Regions from separate parts of the Sus scrofa genome. Here region 1 is linked to region 2. The links are chromatin contacts, called in public Hi-C maps. All regions are on one chromosome and are shown on one strand. The core of a region is the stretch at or near the end of the contact, and the rest is flanking DNA. Distances in the headings are between cores, read along the strand shown. Region 1 holds the start of HTT (huntingtin). Region 2 holds the start of GRK4 (G protein-coupled receptor kinase 4).

Region 1 (6,487 bases), core at 1,101-3,600, 72 kb after region 2:
CTGGCAGCTACAGCTCCGATTCGACCCCTAGCCTGGGAACCTCCATATGCCGTGGGTACGGCCCTAGAAATGGCAAAAAGACAAAAAGACAAAAAATAAATAAATAAAAATAAAACGAGGTCACAAGAGTGGGTCCTAATCCAGTATGACCACTATCCTTGGGAGGAAGGAGGACGAGGACCCAGGCTGCATGGAGGGAAGCCCATGTGAGGACACAGCGGGAGAGAGCCGTCCTCACAGCGGGCGGGAGAGCCCCCAAAGAACCAGCCTGCTCCCGCCTCGCTCTCGGACGTGCAGCCTCCAGGTCTGTGACAAGATCAACTCCTGGGGCTTGAGCCTCCCGGTCCGTGGTCCCTTGCTACCGCGGCCCCAGTGAATGAATACACTTGTCTACTGCTGTGCAAACCACCACGTGGTGGTTTAACGTCCCCGTTAGGATCGCACAGTTGTTGTGGTTCAGGAATCTGGGCACAGCTTCAATGAACGAGGTCCTTCACTCCTTGGTGTCTGGAATGCCTTCATTCAAGTACCAGCTGCCTTTCACCTGCAAGCTTGACTGGGCAAGGATCCGCTTCCAAGCTCATGTGGTGCTGGCATGATTCAGTTCTTGCTGGGCTGTTGGCCTGAGAGCCTCCGTTTCTCACTGACTGTTGGCCTCTCCAACAGGGCAGCCGGCTTAAAGAACCTGTGCACACCTAGGAGATGGACAGCAAGTCAGAGGCCCCATCTCTTGTCATGTAATCCCAGGAGCTCCGGCTTTGCCTACGATAGTGTTAGAGGAGTCAGCGAAAATTCAGTTAACAATCAAGAAGAAAAAAGAGCATTTCATTCAAGCCAAGCTGAGGATGACGACCCAGGAGACAGACTCTCGGAAGCTCGGAGGGCTGATCCACCTGTGAGGAGTCCAAGGCATGATCATGCACATTTCTGAGACTAAGGATCACACATCACGATGCCACCCAGACCTTCTGCATAGAGGTCACCAAAGATACAAAGCCCAGGTAAACAGGTACCAGGAGAGCAGTGAGTCATTACGATCCCTGGAGAGCTGGGAGAGAATGCCAGTGTGACAGTCGAGCGGGCGTGCCCATCTTCAGCCCCGGGGTAAGGCAGACACACCCTCCACGTGAGGGGGCGATGGAGGAGGCCAAATGACAGAGAACTTTATGTTTCCATTTTTGGGCCCCACCCTAAAATATAAATTTTACTTAATCGCAAGCGAACCACCAGTGACAGCCCACACTCAAGGGAGGGGGCTCTTTCTTCAAGGCAGTGAGCAGCAGGAGGGGGTCACTGGGCCATCTGAGAAGTCTGCCAATCACAGTACCTGACAGCCTGGAGTTCAGCCACTGTGGCCTGTGCTGCATGAAGGCTGGCATGCAGCCTCGCCAGTGAACAAGGGCCTTTATTAACACCAGGGAACAGGGACCTCAAGGCTGGCAGCACGTTTCTCTGAGATCCTTCCCTTGAAGGGAGGCCCCCATTGCTGTCCCCTTGGGGACAACGCTTCCTGTGGGGATGCTGGGTTTCTGTTCACCTGACTGCTTTGGGACAACAGGCTCTGAAATCAGGTGAAGACTTCTGGAGGCTTCCTACTGCTTGCCCCAGAGGGCTTTCCTGAGGCCGTGTGCTCCGTGCTGCCCCTGGCTTGCCCACTGTCTCCCCTCCAGGTGATGAGGCTCTGGAGCCCTAGACCGGACCTTTGCACACCGGTCGGCCTCCGCCCTGGGAGTGGACAGCCGTGGGCTGGGCAGTCTCCTGTGGGGGCATCTCCGGGGTCAAAGCGGCTTCTCGCTGCACCAGCCACAGCCTCTCTGGGGAGCAGGGCCTTGACCAGGCAGGTTTTTTTTACCCCGAAGCCTTCAGCTCCCCCTTGGGCTACTGACTCTCCTTCCAGGGCCCAGCTCCTCTCCGAGGGGTCACACCTGGCCTCCCGCCCGGAGGGTCTTCTAGCTCCACTTCCCCCTTCCTCCTCTGCAGGGCTGTCCCAAGGACCTTCCCTCCTCCACGGCCGCTGGATGGGCAAGCGGCCCCGCGGGGGTCCCCGCTCCACACCCAGGGCTGACCCTCCCGGCCATCCCCCAGAATCCTTCCCGCGGGCGGGGCTCCCTCCCGGGGGCGGGGCTCCTTCCCGGACGTGCCGTGACGCTCACGCCCTCCCCGTCGCGCCCCGCCCCCTCTCCCAGGGGCTCTAGGAAGCCAGGCGGTGGGCACGGGGGGCGGGCCGGAGCCTCGTCCGGTCATTGGCGGAGGCCGCCGTCTTTGGTTGTCAATCCCGCCGGTCCGGCCCCGCCCCGCCGGCGGAGCGTCGGGGGACGCAGGGCCGCGGGGGCTGCCGGGACGGACCCAAGATGGCCGGGCGCCTCGGTTCCGCTCCCGCCTGCGGCCCCGAGTCCCATTCATTGCCGCGCTGCTGAGCGGAGCCCCGAGGCGGCCCGAGGGCTTCGGGGGCTGTCCCCGCGGGGCGAGAGGCCGCCATGGCGACCCTGGAAAAGCTGATGAAAGCTTTCGAGTCTCTCAAGTCCTTCCAGCAGCAGCAGCAGCAGCAGCAGCAGCAGCAGCAGCAGCAGCAGCAACAGCAGCCGCCGCCACCGCCGCCTCAGCCTCCTCAGCCGCCACCGCAGACGCAGCCGCCGCCTCAGCCGCCGCCGCCCCCGCCCCCGCCGCCGCCGCCGCCCGGCCCGGCAGTGGCCGAGGAGCCGCTGCACCGACCGTGAGTGCGGGCCCCCTGCAGACCCCGGCCCGCGGCGACGGGGCGACCCCGAGCCCCTCCCCGGCCCTGCGTGGGTCTCGGCCCCCCGCAGGGCGCGGAGCCTCGCCGGCCCCCCCCGGAGGCACCGGGGCGTCCCGGCCGCGAGGTTAGGGACGGAGCCGGGGCCGTGTTGGGAGCAGCGCTTGGCGGAGCGAGGCCGGCTCCGGTCCCTGCCCCGCCGGCCGCGAGGAGCGGGACCCGAGCCGGAGCGCCGCGGGGGAGCGGTGACGTCATGCCTCGGGGCGGGGGCGGCGGCGCGCGCGGCCCAATGGCGAGTCCTTTCCGAGGCCCTGGAGCAGCCTGTTCCCGCTGCCGCCGGGCATCCCCCCGAGTGCGGGGTCGCGGGCGGAGCCGCAGCGCGTTCGGCGTCGGCCAGAGCCGAGCTTGTCTGCGCTCCCGTTGGTCTGCAGGCTCTTGAGCGGGTTGTGGTGGCCAAGTTCGTGGTGCGCTGTTTAGGTGGTGATGAGTCACGAGGGAGAAACTAAAATTTGCCTGGAGTATTGGGTCGAGTTGACTGTGTGCAGTGCCTGTGTGCAGTGGGAACGAGAAGGACGTGTTGCTGAGGGAGAGGTTCACTGCCGGGGGCGAATGCGGTGCGGGAACGTGGCTGTCCGGGGACCCCGCAGGCGTCGCCTGTCGCTGACATCCGGTGCTGTTGGGAAGTAGGGGTCTCTTGCTTGTGCCAGGGAGAATTTTTGAGACAGAAAAAGAACATTTCAGGAGCTCCCGTCGTGGCGCAGTGGTTAACGAACCCGACTAGGAACCATGAGGTTGCGGGTTCGGTGCCTGCCCTTGCTCAGTGGGTTAACGATCCAGCGTTGCCGTGAGCTGTGGTGTAGGTTGCAGACGCGGTTCGGATCCCGCGTTGCTGTGGCTCTGGTGTAGGCCGGTGGCTACAGCTCCGATTGAACCCCTAGCCTGGGAACCTCCATATGCTGCGGGAGCGGCCAGAGAAATAGCAAAAAAAACCCCAAAACGAACATTTCATTTCATAGAGCACCTTCTGAGAGCACCCAAGCCCTTCCCCTGGAGTCCCGTGTGCCCAGTGGTTCAGCCGAGGCCGGGGCGTGCTCCGCGGCAGGCCAGCCTTTCACCTCGGGCCACTTCGTGTCTGAGCCGAAGGTGGACGGAAGGCATTTCATGAGGACGGCTTTCAAGAAGCAGCCCCTTTAAGGCGCTCACTCTGTTAAGGCTGATGCACTCTTAGCAATGTTTTCTTCTTTTCTTCTTTATGTTTCTGATAGGATCCTTGCTGTGTCAGAGATTTCGTTAGAAAATGAGAGTCGAGGAGTGATTTTGGCTTATCTGTTAGAATAAAATTTAGAAATAATTTTTTTCTTCTAGAAAAGGTCTTTTGAATACTCAGAGGGGAAAAAAATATTTTTTAACAGTTTGCTTTACCTCTGCAGCAAGTAATTTATAACCATAACCCATCGCAGACTTTCATGGTAGTGCATCTCCTGCAGGTGGATGTCATGAAGTTAACACGTGGTTGGGACCTTGTATAAACAGGGGAAGCACTAGTGGGGCTCTGTGTAGGGAGGAGGTTCTACTGCTGTCCCTGTCTGCTCGTGCAATCACTTGGTCAGCCTAAAAATATGCCTTCTGCTTCTTATGCTGATTTGACAGAACCTGAATTTGCTTATCTTCTTCAAAATACGGGTGTAAAGAGGTTTCCTTTTTTAAATTTTTAAAATAAAAAATTGTTTTAAAATTTATAATTATTATTATTTGTCTTTTTGTCTTTTCTAGGGCCGCTCCTGCAGCATATGGAGGTTCTCAGGCTAGGGGTCTAATCAGAGCTGTTGCCGCCGACCTACAACCACAGCCACAGCAACACCAGATCCTTAACCCACTGAATGAGGCCAGGGATCGAACCCGAAACCTCATGGTTCCTCATTGAATTCATTAACCACTGAGCCACGACAGGAATGCCTAAATTTTAAAAATTTTTTATTTATTTTGCTTTTTGGGGCTGCACCTGCAGCACATGGAAGTTCCCACGCTAGGGGTCCAATCAGAGCTACAGCTGGGAGCCTAAACCACAGCAATGCAGGATCCGAGCCACCTCTGGGAACTATACCACAGCTCATGGCAACTCTAGATCCTTAACCCACTGAGCAAGGCCCGCAACCTTATGGTTCCTAGTCGGATTCATTTCCGATGCGCCACCACAGCAACTTTCTGCTGCTGCGCCACGATGGGAACTTCCTTCTTAAGCTAGCTTGATGAAGTAGATTTTGTTTCACTGTTTTATTGTAAGGAAATGTATGATTGACTTATTTTAAACGGAACCTGATTTTTTTTTGCATGAATAACACAGTCACTTGATACAAATTCCAAAATTGCAAAAAGTAAGTAAAGTAGCTCCCATTCTTTTCTCCCAGGTACCTAACTCCATTCCCAGAGGCAAGCGCTGTTACCCTTTCCCCTGGTGTATCCCACCAATGTACATGAAGATAGATTTAAAATGTTTTAGGAGTTCCCATCATGGCTCAGTGGTTACCGAATCTGACTAGAAACCATGAGGTTGTGGGTTCGATCCCTGGCCTTGCTCAGTGAGTTGATGATCCGGTGTTGCTGTGAGCTGTGGTGTAGGTCACAGACGCAGCTCAGATCTCGCGTTGCTGTGGCTGTGGTGTAGGCTGGCAGCTACAGCTCCGATTCGACCCCTAGCCTGGGAACCTCCATATGCCGTGGGTGCGGCCCTAGAAAAGGCAAAAAGACAGAAAATAAAATAAAATAAAATGTTTTAAAAACAAAAGTATTTCAGAATATTAACTTTGAAAGGTTCTTAGCACACTCTGAAACCAACTGCAGTGGGCTTAATTATGGTTATTTTAAATAAAATGCATGAATATATTTTTATGTGCTTTTTGGGAAAGCAAGTATTCATTAATTTTGAGTAATGAACTCCCTGCTTACAGATTTGGATCTTGGCATTTCTGTTCAGATGCTTCAGTTGAAAAAAATCCACTCCCCAAAATAAGATTGGCCAAAAGCAGTTAGAAAGTAACTGTTCTATTTTTACGGCTCTTGCTCTCTGTGGAACTGTAGTGGCACCAGCCATGCGTGGGTTTCAGTTGAAGACTCTGAGTGCCTGCTCTCAGCTCAGCGTATAGGATGCAGGGGTTCCGGGTGGTACTGGCCAGTCTCAGCAAGGCCGGTGTGCAGGGGAGTGCTGGAGCTTGGGTTGGTCCTAACTGCAGTCATGTGGCAGTTGACACCTTCTCACTCTCCTTCAGATTCCCACCTGGTTTTCCCCCGACTTTCATTGTTGATTCATCAGTAAAGGTTTGTGCCAGCCACTGTCCACATAGCTGCAGGGCTACAGCAGTGAGCAGATAAAGCCCTGTCCTCATGAAGCTTAGCTTTAGTGAGGGACACAGACCGTAAACAGGATACCTAAGTAAAATGTGCAGTGTGCTGGGCAGTGATCAATGAAGGAGAAACAGCAAAGCAGGGCGAGGGGCCAGCAGATGTCAGCGTTACTAAGGTATTGACGTTTTAGGTAGACAGGTGTCCCGGAGAGGACCCTGGGGGTGGTAACACCAGAGGAGAGGCGGGGATGGCCATGAAGGTGTTTGGCAGAGGGGCATTCCAGGATGGGGGACAGGTCCAGACCCCCCTGCTTGAGGAGTGGGAGGAGGAAGGTTTGGCCCATTGAATTAATGAGAGGGAGACTTCGTAGGCGATGAGGTCAGAGGGCTGGAGAGAGTGCAGCACCCGATCAGT
Region 2 (6,292 bases), core at 1,607-4,106:
GAAGGCACTTCAGTCCAAACCTCCAGGACGCATCAGTGCCATACACTCTGGTTAAGCTATTTAGCCACCCAACTGGTATTTGCACAAAGCTGCCTCCCTTTGGCCTTGCCAGACAAGGCACAGCATTCGAGGCCCATGCCCACAAAACCAGAGGTGAACAACGGGAGGCAGCCTTCTCCGTGCGTGACTTCTGTGTAAAAACTTCTACTGCAAAAGATCCTTCGGTCGTTTCCGTACCTGCTGCTCCAGGGCAAACCTCTTCAGCATCTTCTCCTCAGGACTTAAGTTGCTGTCATATTCCCCAAAGCGTTTATCTGTAAATACATTGGACTTATCCCTTTCTTTGTATTCCTTTAGTAACGTCTGGGTGCGCTGAAAAACAGATCACAGAATAATCTCTCACTGGCCCCAGCGACGAACTCTGAGCATCAAGGGGATGCTTCAAGGAGACACGATGATGGGTCTAAGGACCTGGAAGATGCCACCGAAACAAACAGTCCAAAAAAGCCGATGCGTTGGCTGGAAAGCCTGATCTCAATTAACGAGGGGAAAGTGGGTCCCTGCCACTCAACGAGGCAAAGGGGACTAGGCCTGGGACCCAGGGAACTCTCATGCTGTGTTCCTACTTCCTTGTACTTCCATGCCTAACACCAAAGGCTACAATGAAACAAACAAACAAAAAAGAAACGATGGAGCACTCAGTGGTCACTCCACCCTGTGAAGAAACCAGAGGCCTGAGACTATAGCTGAGAGAAGGGCAAACACAGAACACGGAGCAGAGCAGCAAGCCGTTTATGGCAACTATGACGTCGCTATCCCTTGCAAAGAATGTAGTGGCGCTGCCTTTCTCTTTGCTACATATGTGCAATTACTTCTACGCACAGTCTCTGCTACTCGCAGATTCCACACTGTCATGTTTGTCTACTGCTGAGTTCGTCTGTAACCCTAACCAACCCTTGCACCTTCTGGGTCATTCACAGACAAGCACATGACATCCAGGAGCTGTAGTCAAGCACGAGGACAGCCCCATCGCTTCCCAGCAAGGACTCTGGGGAACACCTATAGTACCTGTAAAGGGAGATACAGGTAGTTCCCACCTCAGGCAGCTAAGCAGAAACGAGGGCAATGAGGCTTCAGTAATGAAGACAGACGAGTCCACTGTGGAGTCCATGCTATTGCCACCCCCACGCCTGCCTTGGGGCGTGTGACAGGGGACACACTCGAGTCAGCTCTAAGCTTGTCTCGTCTACCTCTATTGCCCGCTCCTTGCAAAAGATGACACCTGATTTAATTCAAAGATCATCTGGACCCCAAGCCGTGTGAGAATACAGACTCTGAGCCCCTGAAGCTGGGGCCGACGGCTTCTTTACCTTTTCCCCTCCACCTGCTAGAACAGAGCTGAAACACAAGTGCCCAGTGGCGCATAAAGGCTTCAGAGAGGTTTAAACCCAGTGCAAGCCCCAGCCCTTACCAGTCGTGCCACCCTAGGAAAGCTACTTGTCCTCTGTGCTTCTGCCTACTAATTCATTAGCCTACTGATACCTCTTCCTCAGAGTAATAATAAACATTGTTTTGCTTTTTAGGGCGGCACCTGTGGCAGATGGAAGTTCCCAGGCCAGGGGTTGAATCAGAGATGCAGCTGCCAGCCCACACCGCAGTCACAGCAATGCTAGAGACAAGCCTTATCTGTGACCTACACCACAGCCTGTGGCAATGCCAAATGGTTAAGCCACTGAGCAAAGCCAGGGATCCTCCTGGATACTAGTCCAGTTCACAACCTGCGGAGCCACAGCGGAACTCCCAATGTTGTTCCGCCAACCAAGGAGCGTGTCTCAGAAGCTGCATGGAGAATGCCACCTGAACTGAACCCTAAAGCACAGAATGCTCTGAGACCACAGCACAGAAAACGTGAAAGCACTCAGCATCCAGGAGGGTAGCATTTCAGCTACCCTGCAAGGGACAGGGTTGTGTGCTGCAAAGGAGAGATGCACTCTTCCTCAAACATCCAGGAGCACCCCTATGCAGCCCCCATTCTGTGCAGAAAAGGCCCAGGATCCCTAACCCAGCAGCGTTCAGAGTCTCCAGGAGAACAGGCTGAAAGAGATCCGCACAGGGGACACGGCAGCAGAGAAGTGACTAACTGCCCGAGGCGCCTGCAAAGGAGCCACAAGGAAACACACGTGTGCTGGGTCTCCAAGGAGGGACAATAAATTTCCAAGGACTGTCATTCCAGCCCACCCAAAGCCAGAGGCATGACACGGGGCATACACGACACACGACGTCCAACTGTGCCAAGCGCTGGTCCGAGGACTCTAAGTGACAACTGCCCTCCCTCACCGCAGCCCCGGGACGCGGGTCCTCCCATCATCTCAATTTACAGACGAGGAAACAGGCGCAGAAAGGTTCCCACGCCTCCGGGCCACCGCGCGGCACACACCCCGCGGTAGGGCTCGCGAGTCTGCGCCGTGCCGCGGAGGTTCAAGGGTAGGGCCGCGGGCCCGGGGGGCGCGCTCCCACCCCCCCGTTTACCTTCTGGAGCGCTCGCGCGCGGGACACCCCGGGCATCCCCACATCGTGGCGCGTTTTCCTGCCCAGGACCTGGAACTTCTGCCGGTTGACTTTCACCTCGAATGGGTTGGGGTTGGGTCTCGCTCGGCCGCTCCGCGCGCCCGCCGGGGCCCCGAGGGCCTTCCCGCGCGCCCCGGCGGACCTGGCCTTCCCCATCGCGACACTCGCCGGACTTCAGAACCACTCAGAAGACACGTGCACCTCCGCAGCCCGGGGCGGCCCTCCGGTTCTCGCGAGAACTGAGCCCGTGCGAAGGGGAACGCCGGGAGAAACTCCGTCTCGCCCAGGCCCCGCCTACTCGCCCGCGGCGGAGCGACTACAATTCCCAGCAGCCTTCGCCGCGCGCGGCCTCCTGGGAGCGGTCGCGGCCCTCGCGGCGCCGGCCCGCCTCCGCACGCCAGCGGGAGAGCGCTCGGGCTCCCTCTCCCGGGGAGCCGTTGGCGGGAGTCGGCGCTGTGCCAGGAGGCGGCGGCGGCGGCGGCGCCCCTGCCGGAGAGCCCCTCCCGGGCCATGGGGCCGCCAGCCTGGGCCACCGCGCGGCGGCAGTGACCGCGGGAACCCGCGGCGGCCGGGCTGTCAGAGCCCCCCGGCCCGCCCACGCCCCGGACCCCGAGGGTCGGGCGGGAGGCCGGCGCCGGGAACGTCCGAAGCAGCGGCGGCGCGGCTGGTGGCCGTGGCAGCGGCGGCGGCGGCAGAAGCGGGCGGTGGAGGGGCTGCAGCCCAGTGTGGCACCCGGCCCGGCGCCCGGCGAACCATGCGCGGAGGACGCGCCGCCGCCGCCCCCTCGAGTCCGCAAACCCCGGTCGCGGCGGCTGCAGAGGCGGCGGAGGCGGCGGCGGCGGCGGCGGCGGCGGTCGTCCATGGAGCTCGAGAACATCTTGGCCAACTCGCTGCTACTGAAAGCGCGCCAAGGTGGGTGCACAGCGGCGCCCCAACCAGCCCTGGAACCCCGATCCCCGGGGGACCCTGCTGCGGGACCCAGATCTTCCGCAGAATCCCGAGCCGGTCCGCGCAGCCTCGCTCTCGGGCGCGGTCGGCTGGCGAGGGGTCAGTTTGGGCCCCCCTAAGGCTTAAGCTGCTTGGTCCCCTTTCAGCACCGCCTGACCCAAGTGAAGGTAGCCCGCGCTCTGCTCTGGTCCGTCTGAAGTCGCAGGGTCGCAGCGTTGCTTCAGCACCAGGCGACCCGTGTCCTACTGACCTGAGAGGGAGGAAGCCAGGCCAGCGAGTGAAGCCAGCAGAAGAGAACCATGTCTTGGTGGGATCTAAAGGACAAGAGGAGAATCCTGTAATCTACCCTGGCGAGGCCCTTCCAAGGGTGTTTAGCCTGTTAATTTTGACATAGCTTCTTGGCCTTTAGGTGTGAGAAGGTGTCTCAGACTTGACGGTGACAAGAGTGGATTTTAGCCCCACTAACGTGTTGAGTGAACAAGTCAGTAAGACTTAAGTGTGAAAACAGCAGTTGGCTCCGCCCTGCTCGAGACTCCAGGAGTAGAATCTCTGTCGAGGACCAGGTGTCTTCTCTCCTGCCTCTGGAGAGATGGGAGAGCAGGCAGCAGCGTCTGCCCGTGGTTCTTCCGTCCCTTCCCTCTTGCGCAGTCAGAGTCAGAGAACAGAAAGTACCTGCAGAAGGCTGCATAGTTAAGACAATTTGAAGGAGCGTTTTCTGCTCCATCTCCCAGGGCTTCCGTCCTGGGTGCAGAGTGCAAAGAGGTGCTCCAGGGGACTTGGGGATGCTGTTGAAAAGCGTCAGTAAGTTCATCTTGTGATTGGGGTAGTGAATACTGTGCTGTGTGAGAAATGAACCTGGCACACAGATGTTTCAGACTTGGGTTGTTTTTTTTTAAGTACCCCCCCTTTCCCATTTTGTCCTAAGTGCCTTTCTCTCAACACCCTGGAGATTCCGAATCAGAAATTCTTTTTTCTTTTCTTTTTTTTTTTTTTTGTCTTTTTAGGGCTGCACTGGCGGCATATGGAGGTTCCCAGGCTAGGGGTCCAATTGGAGCTGTAGCCACCAGTCTACAACAGAGCCACAGCATCGTGGGATCTGAGCCTCGTCTGTGATCTACACCACAGCTCATGGCAATCCTTCATCTACTGAGTCAAACCCGTGTCCTCATGGATGCTAGTTGGGTTCACTAACCGCAGCGCCATAACAGGAACTCAGGTTTTTTGTTTGTTTGTTTGTTTTGCTTTTTAGAGCCGCACCCGCTGCATTTGGAGATTCCCAGGATAGGGATCGAATTGAAGCTGTAGCTGCCAGCCTATGCCATAGCCACAGCAATGTGAAGCAGAAATTCTTGAAGTAACAGGGAGTGATAGAATTAGCTACTAAGTTTGGGGTTTAAATGGAAGGACTTTGAGTTAAGAAGTAGTGAGCTTTTATTATTATTATTATTATTTTTTATTTTTTATTATTTTCACACTGTACAGCAAGGGGGTCAGGTCATCCTTAGATGTATACATTGCAGTTACAGTTTTTTCCCCCATATTATTTATTTTTAATTTTTTTTTTTTCCAGACAGCAATCCAAGAGCGCAACAGCAGTGACCCAAGCCGCTACAGTGATAAAGCCAGATCTTTAACTCACTGTGCCACCAGGGAACTCTAGAAGTAGTGAACTTGAATTTTGTAGCGTGCTTTTTATATTGAGAGTTGTAGGAGTTCCTGCTGTGGCTCAGCAGTTAACAAAACTGACTAGGATCCGTGAGGATGCGAGTTCGATCCCTGGCCTCGCTTAGCGGGTTAGGGATCCAGCGTTGCTGTAAACTGAGACTTTATGGTGTGAAGAGAGGGTTTTAGCCCAACTTATGGTTTGATTGAACAAGTTAGCAAGACTTCAGTGTAAAAGCAGAAGTTGGCTCAGGCCTGCTCGGGGACCCCAGGTGTGGTGTAGGTCGCAGACTCAGCTCGGATCGGGCGTGGCTGTGGCTGTGGTGGAGGCCGGCAGCTGTAGCTCCGATTAGACCCCTGGCCTGGGAACCTCCATATGCCACGGGTGCGGCCCGAAGAAAAAAAGAGTTGGAAGAGAGACCTCACTGTCCGTGTGCCAACCTGAATTATCATGAGTAGAAGAGCTGCGGCGGCGGGGAGTCCTCAGAGCGTGTGGCTCCGGCAGCACTTGACTGGGGCTGGCGCCGCTCACTCTGAACTCCGCGTTGGTCAGAGACGGGAAGCGTCCTCCGACTGAGGCTAAAACGGCTTTCTTTCCCCTCTGCCTTCGTATGTGGGTATAATGTACCACCAGGGAATAGTGTACCAAGCAGGCTTCCTTATAACGCTGTAGAGCTTAGACAGCGAGGTGAGGATAAGTGGCCTAGAAACGCTGATGAAAATGGAAGCACGGCTTTCTGCCTAGAGCCTAGGACGGCGGTGATAGTCTCCCAAGAGTTAGCTTTCCTTTTCGTTCCCTACAGTATTATGGTGTCGAGACTCATGGGGCCTGTCCCCAGGCAGTGTTGAAAGAGCTGTTGGCGCTCCCTGGTGGCTCGGCGGGTCCAGGATCTGGCATTGACGTGCTGTGCTGTGGGTTCAGTCCCCGGGCCAGGGACTTGCGGGCCTCAGGCACAGCAGAGAGCGAGCGAGCGGGAGTTAGGATGCCAGTGTGGTCACTGTTTAGAGAAGTAGAATTCGGAATACCAGAAAGATGGGGCGTTCCCGTTGTGGCGCAGCGGAAACGAATCCAGCTAGAAACCATGAGGTTGTGGGTTCGATCCCTGGCGTCGAT

The links. A called contact is a pair of places that touch in the nucleus more often than the background predicts.
Region 1: a contact with region 2 is called in a Hi-C map of liver, with 2.5 times the contacts expected there. The contact joins the promoter of HTT here to the promoter of GRK4 in region 2. A contact is called at or near these places in 2 of 5 promoter capture datasets (liver and skeletal muscle), 7 of 47 Hi-C or Micro-C datasets (embryonic fibroblasts, fibroblasts, heart right ventricle and 3 more) and 2 of 2 datasets of contacts at active chromatin or transcription factors (alveolar macrophages and skeletal muscle).

The regions. Positions count from the first base shown.
Region 1 is chr8:1,807,435-1,813,921 of Sscrofa11.1, forward strand. HTT (huntingtin) reads left to right here and starts at 2,351. Exons shown (of 67, transcript NM_213964.1): 1 at 2,351-2,713. The coding sequence starts at 2,478.
Region 2 is chr8:1,735,104-1,741,395 of Sscrofa11.1, forward strand. GRK4 (G protein-coupled receptor kinase 4) reads left to right here and starts at 2,857. Exons shown (of 12, transcript XM_021100943.1): 1 at 2,857-3,480. The coding sequence starts at 3,429. It overlaps NOP14 (nucleolar protein 14), which reads right to left and starts at 2,868. Exons shown (of 18, transcript XM_005666511.3): 1 at 2,530-2,868; 2 at 238-372. The coding sequence starts at 2,724.